Linked DNA regions of Mus musculus: regions 2 and 3 are each linked to region 1. Evidence: chromatin contacts called from public Hi-C data. All regions are on one chromosome and are shown on one strand. Each heading gives the region's core, a stretch centred on a gene start, on an enhancer-like site or on the middle of the called end of the contact. The rest is flanking DNA. Distances are from core to core; before and after follow the strand shown. Region 1 holds the start of Srsf6 (serine and arginine-rich splicing factor 6). Region 2 holds the start of Cstf1 (cleavage stimulation factor, 3' pre-RNA, subunit 1). Region 3 holds the start of Fam210b (family with sequence similarity 210, member B).

Region 1 (2,794 bases), core at 118-2,617:
AGATGTGTGTTTGCTTTTACAAATAATTTTAAAATGTGTTATCATCACACTTAGTTATTTATTGAAGGCATGACACGCATCAGGAGGTCAGAGGACAACTTGCAAGAATTGTTTTTGTTGTTGTTGTTGTTCCTTCTACCGTGTGGGTCTCTAGGATCAAAGTCGGGTCCTCCAGCTTGGCAGCAAGCACCTTTACCGGCTTCAGTCTTCTCACCACTCACAAATAAATTTTAACAAGTTTTTAGAAATTGACAATTTGATAAAACTGTTATGTGTTGACTTCATTCTGTGTTCCATGAATATTTTTAAAAGCTGTCTACATATATATATTTATATTTCTAACTTAAGGACGTTCTCTTCCCTCGAGAATACTATTAACACATCTCCCTGTGTGCTATCAACATTGCCGGTCTGCCCCAGAGGACAGAATCTTCTCTCATTATAGCTGAAAAGCCTGAGGCTGCCCAGATTCTGGGCAGAAAACAAATTCCTAAAGAGCAGGTACTAACTCAATGGCAGTCTTTTCTCTCAGCTTTTATCACACCGTGCTCTGCTTTCGGTTTCCTTACCTCTCTAGCCAAACCTTCGCCGTGCTTTGAATACTCCCAAGGCATGCTCCTTGATAGTCAATTAACTTTACTCCAGGGCAGTGGGGCTGTTTTGTTTAACTCTACAGCATTAGATGTCACCTCCATAAACTCCTAAGTGTGTATTTCTGCTTTATAAATAGTTTGCCTTCGGATCCAACCAGGTTAAGGACAGTATGGATAGGAAAGGGGATAGGGGGTCTTGGAGGACCATGGGGCCCAGCCATGCTCCCTTTGTGAACGGCCGCGGCGAGCGCGGGATTCAGAGCTGTCAGAGCTCCGAGCAGAGGGAGGGATGCCACCCAGACCAGCCACAGCACCTCCCCCGCTGGTCACTAAACCTCGGGGACAGATCCCGAGCCGCTGAGAAACTAAGGAACTGTCCGACTCCCAAGAGCGTGTACTCAACGAAACCAGTGCGAGCTACCCGCTGAAGGGAAAGAGCAACCTCTTTTTTTTTAGTAGACCAATCAGAGACCAAGATGGCCTAGACTGACAGCCCGGACAACCAATGAGAAATAAAACTCGTTCTCCGCGTGCCTGGGCACAAGAACAGTTTATTAGGCACGACTCAAAAGGTCCGGGCCTCGGCTGTTTACGCTGATGGCTGCACAGCGCCAGGGGACATGACAGTAGCGAAATCAACTCCCAGCAAGCACGGCACGCGCCGCGGGCCGCCCCAACACATCCGGAGCGGCCCGCGGCGCGGGAGAGGACGTGCTGCGCGACGACGTCACGCGCTGCGCCGCGCCGCGCCCCGCCCCCGGGCACTTATAGCGTAGGCCGGCGCGCGCGCGCGCACCATTGTGTGGCTGACTCGGCCGCCGCTGCGGTGTGAGGCGCGTGTTCGGGCCTTCGCCGTCCCCGCACCCGCACCGCAGCCCTGCCCCGCGGCCCGCCGCCCCTCCGCCAGCCTCCCGGAGGACACCCGTGGGTCACGGCCATGCCGCGCGTCTACATAGGACGCCTGAGCTACAACGTCCGCGAGAAGGACATCCAGCGCTTTTTCAGCGGCTACGGCCGCCTCCTCGAGATCGACCTCAAAAATGGGTGAGTCGGGTCTGGGAGGCCGCGCCCCGCGGCGGAGAGAGGTCCCCCAAGGACCCGAGGCGGCCAAGGCCGCGGCGCCGCGTGGCAGGGCCTCTAAAATGGCGGCGGCGGCGGCGCCCCGAGCGCGCGCGCGCGGGGGAGGGCGCGGGAGCGCGCGGCGCCGGCTAACGACACGCCCGCCCGCCGGTGCGCGGCTCGCGCTCCGCCCCTCCGCAGGTACGGTTTCGTGGAGTTCGAGGACTCCCGGGATGCCGACGATGCCGTGTACGAGCTCAACAGCAAGGAGCTGTGCGGCGAGCGCGTGATCGTAGAGCACGCCCGGGGCCCGCGCCGCGACCGCGATGGCTACAGCTACGGAAGCCGCAGTGAGTCCTTACCCCCGCGCGCTCCGCGTCCTGGGTACCTGGGGGGGGCGGGGGTTGGGGGCGCAGGGCGGGTGCAGTCACTTGGGTGGGCAGGGTGGGACCTCCCCAGCCCGGGCAGGCGCGGAGGCCGGGGCTTGTCGGCCCTGGGTGTTCCCGGGGCCCCTCTACCTCCACGCATGCCCGGGTAGCCGTGGGACACCGGAGCGCGGGGAATGGGGTCGGGTGGCCGGTTGACTTAAGTTTGGAAGGAGTGGCTTCAGTTGGCCCTCTTTGGCACTGACTTGGGTTCTGCCATTGAAAGCGAGGGCTGGCTGTATTTGTAGTATGCCCCCTTGCTTATCTGTCAGTGCTTGTTAGCATTGAGGAAGTTTCTAGGAAGGCTGGGGTGGAGGTGGGGCAGGGGGCGGGGAAAGGGGAGGAGCTTGAAGTCTAAGTCTTAGGAGCTGGGAGGCTTGATTGGGGGGGGGCAAAGAAAATGCCATTTTAAACTAAGTAATGTGGCATAGTACCACAAAGTAAATCTAAATAAGCTTTATGCTGTATTTGAAATAGTTGGGGCATGTTACTGGGAGGGGGTTGGGGGGATTTTGGTTATGTGAAATGTTTAATGTTGAAATTGTTGCATGTTGAATTCCAACTTTTTAACAAGTCCTTGATGTTTCAATTTGAAAGTGACCAATGGGGCTGAGGCTGTGTCCACTGAGGCTAAGATGACTGCCTTTCCTGATTGGCCTTGGCTTTTCCATACATTGTGTGACCCTTGCCCTATGACCCTTTGGCTGACCTTACCGG
Region 2 (2,794 bases), core at 186-2,685, 9.4 Mb after region 1:
GCTGGCCTTGAGCATGCTATACGGTGGAGGATTACTCTGAACTCCTGATCCTCCCGCCTGCAGTTCCGCAGTGCTAGGACCACAGAGGTCATCACCATCCTCGGGGTTCCAAGTGCTGGGAATGGAATCCAGGGCTGGCTAGGCAAGCACCCTACTAACTGAACTACATCCCCAGACAGGCTCTCACTTATTAGCTGTGGCTGGCCTTAAATCGAAGGCTAACCTCCTGCCTCAGACTGCTGATGTAAGCAACCACACATTTAGGTGTGTGTGTGTGTGTGTGTGTGTGTGTGTGTGTGTGTGTGGTGGGGATGGAGGTGTTGAGGTAGGGACGTATGTGGATGTAATTTAGGCTGGTTTTTCGGACCTACTGTGTAGCTGAGGATGACCTTTGACTTGATCCTGCCTCCACCACCTTACTGTTGGAATAAACAGCGGCGGCCACCACGAAGGCAGTGTTCAATCCTAAAACTTCTGGAATATTCTACAAACTGAGCTTTAGCGGGTCTGCGCTTTGAAACAGACCCTCAAGTAGTCCCGACATAAACTGCTCAGAAGGCTGCGGGAAGAGCAGCACCAGTCCTGGGCACTCTACGAGGGAACTCCCGTTCATCCACAGACTCGTCGAGTCGACTTAGACTCTGATTCTCCACCCGAAGCAGTCCCCAATAAGCCGCAGTTCCCGCATCCACCATCGGTTTGCAAATTACTCGGTTAGCTGATGGTCTGGATCCCCATTCCCACAAGAACCTAAAACCAAGCCGGGAAATCTTAAACGTCTGGACCTTTCTTAAACAGAATGCAAACCCACTGAGACAGTCCATTACCCCGACGCCACACAGCCTTCCCTATCCGTTTGCAGCATCCAGGCTCGCCCTCAACAGCCATGTCCCTTTCCAACTCACAGGCAGGAACCTGCTCCCGACCGAAGCCTCCAAGCGATCCCGGTAGCTCAGCCGTTACAATTCAAAGGTTCTCCTTTTAAAATAGGAGTCAAACCCTCTACTCCAAGAGCTGATTGGCTAGAGCCGGAGCAATGCCGTTCTGTGATTGGCTCACCGTAAACGCGACTATGGGAAGCTCGTTCCCTGCCGTAGCTGGGCGCAGGCGCACTGAGCTGTCGGAGCCCGGAAGTGGTGCACCAACGGCCCGTCCGATCTGCGGCCGTTCTATCGCCCGCCGTGCTCCCCAGGATCAGGCGTTCGCCAGTCACACACAGCCCTTTGGATTCAAGGCAGTCGCGGAGGTGATTAGTTCGGAGACGGTGAATGAGCGTCTCGAACGTGCCAGTGAGTAAGATGGCGAGAAGGGCAGACTTGCGAGGGAGCAGGGATGCTCGGCGCTCGGCTGCATGCCCTTTGCACGTGCGCACTGGGTGTGCACTCCGAGCGATCGATCGGGCACGATTCGCTCCTCCATTTTTCTAGAAGAGAGCGGGAGACCGAGACCCTGATCTGCGGGTACGGGGTCAAGGGGGCGTAAGGAAGCGGGCTAGTGTGGTTGGCTAGGGTCTGTAGTGGATCACGTGAAGGACCGGGGCTAACGGAGAGGATGGCAGGAGGCCGCTCGCCCCAAGTCCGTGTCCTAGAGTTGGCCGGCCCGGCCTGCACCCCGGCTCTCAAAGGGCCTCGGTCCCGGTGGGTCCAAGCCGGAATTCCGCCCTGAGCAGAAGTGGTCGCGCGGCTTCGCTTTGGGCCCCCTGCATTCCCCGGTGTTAGCTTTCCGGGGGCGAGCTCCTCCGGTCTCGTGCCTCGGTGTCCCCTCCGGGAAGGATATAAGTTATCTGTGTCCCATTGGAAGTTAAGCGGGGAGTTAAGTAAAGGCTCAACCTCCTTCTCCCACCCCCGTTTTCTTTAAATGTCGTGATACAACCCCAGATGTTTCCTGACAGGAGTAAAGATGATAGGTCAAATGGTTAAGTTCTGGGCTCTGGAGTGTGCAGGCTCCCCCTCAACTTTGAGGGGAAGGGGAGGGCTTAACTTGAACGGGTGCCCTAGATTCTTAGAACACATTTCACCCTCTGTTGTGTCCCAATATCTTATGCAGGGGTAGATTTGTATTCATTTCTTTCTTTTTAAAAAAAAACTTATTTAGCTTTATTTTACATGCATTGGTGTCTAGGTGGCAGGCCCCTTGGAACTGGAGTTAGAGACAGTTGTAAGCCGCCATGGGAATTGAACCCAGGTCCTTTGGAAGAGCAGACAGTGCTCTTAACCACTGAGCCATCTTTCCAGCCCCCATTTCTTTCTAATGAACACGAATATATTGAATAGCTTCGTTTAGTGATTGGATGCTAATTAGGTGCTTGGCACCGCATCTGCCAGTAGGACCTGCATGGTGTTATTATTGTTAAGAACTCTGGTCAGTACTATGCTGTGTGGCCTTGCTAGTCATTTGGTTTAAAACTGAGCCCGGGGTGTCTGTCAGCAAGCATTGTAACTCTTGGCTGTTTCTCCAGGCTACCTTCTTGCTTGATGTCTCCAGACTCCTATAGTCAAACATCTAACCACACACATACTTATCAAATTACCCACCCAGGTTGATTAAGAAATCAGTTTTGTTTGGAGAGCTTAGATCTTAAGAGTATAATGTGTTTGGATTTTTACATTTATTTGTTTTGATGGTAATCATTTTTTTGTTTGTGATAGGGTCCCACTATGTAGTCCTGGCTGGCCTGTGATAGGGATCTATAGACAAGGCTGGTCTCAATATCACAGGGATCTGCCTGCCTCTGCATCCCAAGTGCTGGGAATAAAGACATGGGGCATGTGCTTGACACATTTTTATTAAGCAG
Region 3 (2,794 bases), core at 193-2,692, 9.4 Mb after region 1:
AAAGTGAGCTTTGCTTATTGTGGTGACCCTCACTGCCCTGTCAGCCCCCTGCTCCTTGAATCCCCGCCCAAATCCCACTCACAATCCTAGATAGCCGCTGACCTTTTTGGGGGGGGGGGTCCAGAATTTTGCCTGTGAACTTTGCATTCTCTGAAGATGAAATCCTCCTGCATGTTGTGTTTGTGGCTGGAATTTTCCATTTGGCAAAGCAGTCCTGAGACTTGTCCCTAGGATGAAGGTGTTCACGCCTTACTTTAAAAAAATTTTTTTATTATTATTGCATGGGAGGGAGCATGTGTACAGGCCAGAGGAGCACTTTGTGGAGACTGTGGCTCTCTCCCCCCACCTCCCAGCCCCCACCCCCACCTTGCCTGGGCCCCAGGGTGGAACTCAGCTTGGATAGCAAGTGATCCACAGATGGAAGTTCCATTCTCCAGCTGACAGATATCTGGACTGCCCTGCTATGAGTATTGCTGTCTTCTGAGCATGTGTGTAGGACAGGTTCTCCTGGGGTCGAGGCTGGCCTTGAACTCTTAATCCTTCTGTCTCAGCCTCCTGGGTGCTTGAGTTACAGATCTGCACCACCATGTCAAGATAACAGTTTACTATTATTTCTTTAAGTTATAAGAACAGAAGGGTTAATTTTGGCTCATGGGCCTAGAGGTCCAAGGTAGAGGGGCCACATCTAATGCCAGCAACGCCTTCCTGTGGGCCCAAGTCCCCAGGCAGTGCATAGTCACCAGGTAAGAGAGAGTGCCCTCTTGTCAGATTTTAGTCCGACAGAAATGTGAGTCTTTGCTTCTCTTGAGACACTATGGGAGCGGAGTTGCTGACCAACCTGGTTTGTGTACTTTTAACTATCTGTGAAAGTACAAAACTTTTCTCCACAGTGGCTGCTTTCATGTTCACAGCCGCGATATAGTAGGCTCATTTAGAGGGCTTCTTCAAGTGAGAGTTAACCTCTATAGTTCCTTTCTTCTTTAAAGCATTCACGTAAGCATCAGTCTTCCAGGTTTCACCCATTCGGCTGAGAGGAAAAACAAAGAATGCATTAGCCCTCGCTTGAAACAGCCGCCAGCCGCGCTCCACAGTCCGGAAACTCAAAATCCTGGAAAGTTCTGAGAAAATGCATTCCACAAAGAACTGGCCTGAGGTCCTGAGAACTAGGCTGATAGACTTGGCAGGTCCCCAGCCCCGCCCACTCCGCTTCAGGAGGCGGAACTTAGCCAAGGAAGCGGGGCTGAGGGGCGGGAACAAAAGAGAGCGAGCGTCTCCAGATGCCCCACCCACTCATGGATAGGCTGCTTCTGCGGAGGGCGGAGCTGTTGGGTGGAGCCCAAAACCTGCGCTCCGCTATAGAGCCCCGCCTATCCCACGCTCAGCTCCGCTCCGGGGGCGGGCCCTAAAGGTGTTGGGGCGGGGCCTGTCGGGGGGTGGAGCTCGAGGCCCCGGTCTCGGCCCCGCCCACCGCGCTGTGTTGGAGCTGATTCCCGAGTGGGCACACTGGAGCTGCGCTCGCGGCGCGCCATGGCCGGGCTGTTGACGCTGCTTGGCCCGGCAGGAAGAGTGAGCACCCGGCTGCGGCCCCTGGCCCCTTGGCTCCTGGGAACCGCCACCTCCTGTGCTCCACCGCTCTGGGCCTTAGCCTTGTCCCATCCGGTTCCGGACGCCCGACTGCTGCGCACGGCCCGCGGGGACTGTCTCAGCCGCCAGGTAAGACTCCCCACAGCCACTCGGACCCTGATCCCCAAGTGGCCGGAGCGCCGTGCCAGGGCCAGCCCCAATGGACAATTTTTACATTGCACCTGACCGAAACGGGTCACCTCCGGGGTCCCTGAGTTCTCAGATTCCTAGAATCCGAGAAAAATCTCTTTCAGTTAGCAGCCGGAGAAACTGAGGCTAGGAGTGGAATGGTGCGCTGCCCAAGGTCATGGAGTCGCCCGCCGAGCCCCAGTTTCGAAAGCCAGAACAGTGGCGTTACCGAGCCGATCGCAAGGGGCCTGAATTCTATATGAACTTCCAGTCCGGCCCCTGGACTTGTTCCTTTTGAAGTTCAGTTGAGGCCTGGGCACTGGGCCCAGGAGGCGGCATCGCCGGTGCCGCCGGTACATCTACCGCTTCCCTGTGCTCCTTGCGCCACCCTTTTATCTAGCTGGAAGAGCAGGCTCAGAGCAGGCAGTCCATCCCGTTTTGTTGTGGTTACTTGCCCTGAGTGCTCAGAGTGAAAACCAGCTTCCATTCAGACAGCAGCATATCTCAAGTAGGTCTCAAAAAAAAAAAAAAAAAAAAAAAAAAGCAGGAGTTCAGAAGTAGTAGATCGGAAGCGTCGAGGTCTGGGGGAGTCTGAAAGAAAGATCACTGCCATGAATCGGGCAGTTCTGAGTACTGTCTGCTCCCGTGGCTTTTCAGTTAGGGATTGGTCGCTTTCCTTGAGTGCCGAGCACAATGATGGAAGGACTTCCTTCCCCTCTCTCCTGCCTGACAGACAGGACACTGGCCTCAGCTCTGCTCCTGAGCACAAGTCAGGATACTCACAGCGTACCGTGCTTCAGGGCACCGCATAGCTTCCCTCTCCTCCAGAAAGTCTTCCCTGACTACCAGTAGTGTGCCCCCCCGCCCTATACTGTCTCTTCTCTAGCGCTCAGATCTTAGCTGCCTTCACGATCTGGTACAACCTCTCACCTTGTTCTGCCACATCAGCCCTGTTGGTAGCCTAACCCTAACCCTAACCCTAACCTTAAACACACACTCTGCCTTGACAGGTGTGTTTACAGCAAGGATAAGTCTGGTCTCA

What was found. Hi-C and Micro-C count contacts between places; a contact is called where the count stands out from the background.
Region 2: a Hi-C map of CD8 T cells shows a contact between it and region 1, with 6 times the contacts expected there. The contact joins the promoter of Cstf1 here to the promoter of Srsf6 in region 1. A contact is called at or near these places in 2 of 39 promoter capture datasets (liver and pre-B cells) and 2 of 484 Hi-C or Micro-C datasets (CD4 T cells and CD8 T cells).
Region 3: a Hi-C map of rod photoreceptor shows a contact between it and region 1, with 5 times the contacts expected there. The contact joins the promoter of Fam210b here to the promoter of Srsf6 in region 1. A contact is called at or near these places in 2 of 484 Hi-C or Micro-C datasets (CD4 T cells and rod photoreceptor).

What each region holds. Positions count from the first base shown.
Region 1 is chr2:162,930,141-162,932,934 of GRCm38.p6, forward strand. Srsf6 (serine and arginine-rich splicing factor 6) reads left to right here and starts at 1,368. Exons shown (of 6, transcript NM_026499.4): 1 at 1,368-1,637; 2 at 1,854-2,002. The coding sequence starts at 1,531.
Region 2 is chr2:172,369,568-172,372,361 of GRCm38.p6, forward strand. It overlaps Cstf1 (cleavage stimulation factor, 3' pre-RNA, subunit 1), which reads left to right and starts at 1,436. Exons shown (of 6, transcript NM_024199.2): 1 at 1,436-1,460. It overlaps Aurka (aurora kinase A), which reads right to left and starts at 1,003. Exons shown (of 9, transcript NM_001291185.1): 1 at 906-1,003.
Region 3 is chr2:172,344,135-172,346,928 of GRCm38.p6, forward strand. Fam210b (family with sequence similarity 210, member B) reads left to right here and starts at 1,443. Exons shown (of 3, transcript NM_025912.4): 1 at 1,443-1,713. The coding sequence starts at 1,528.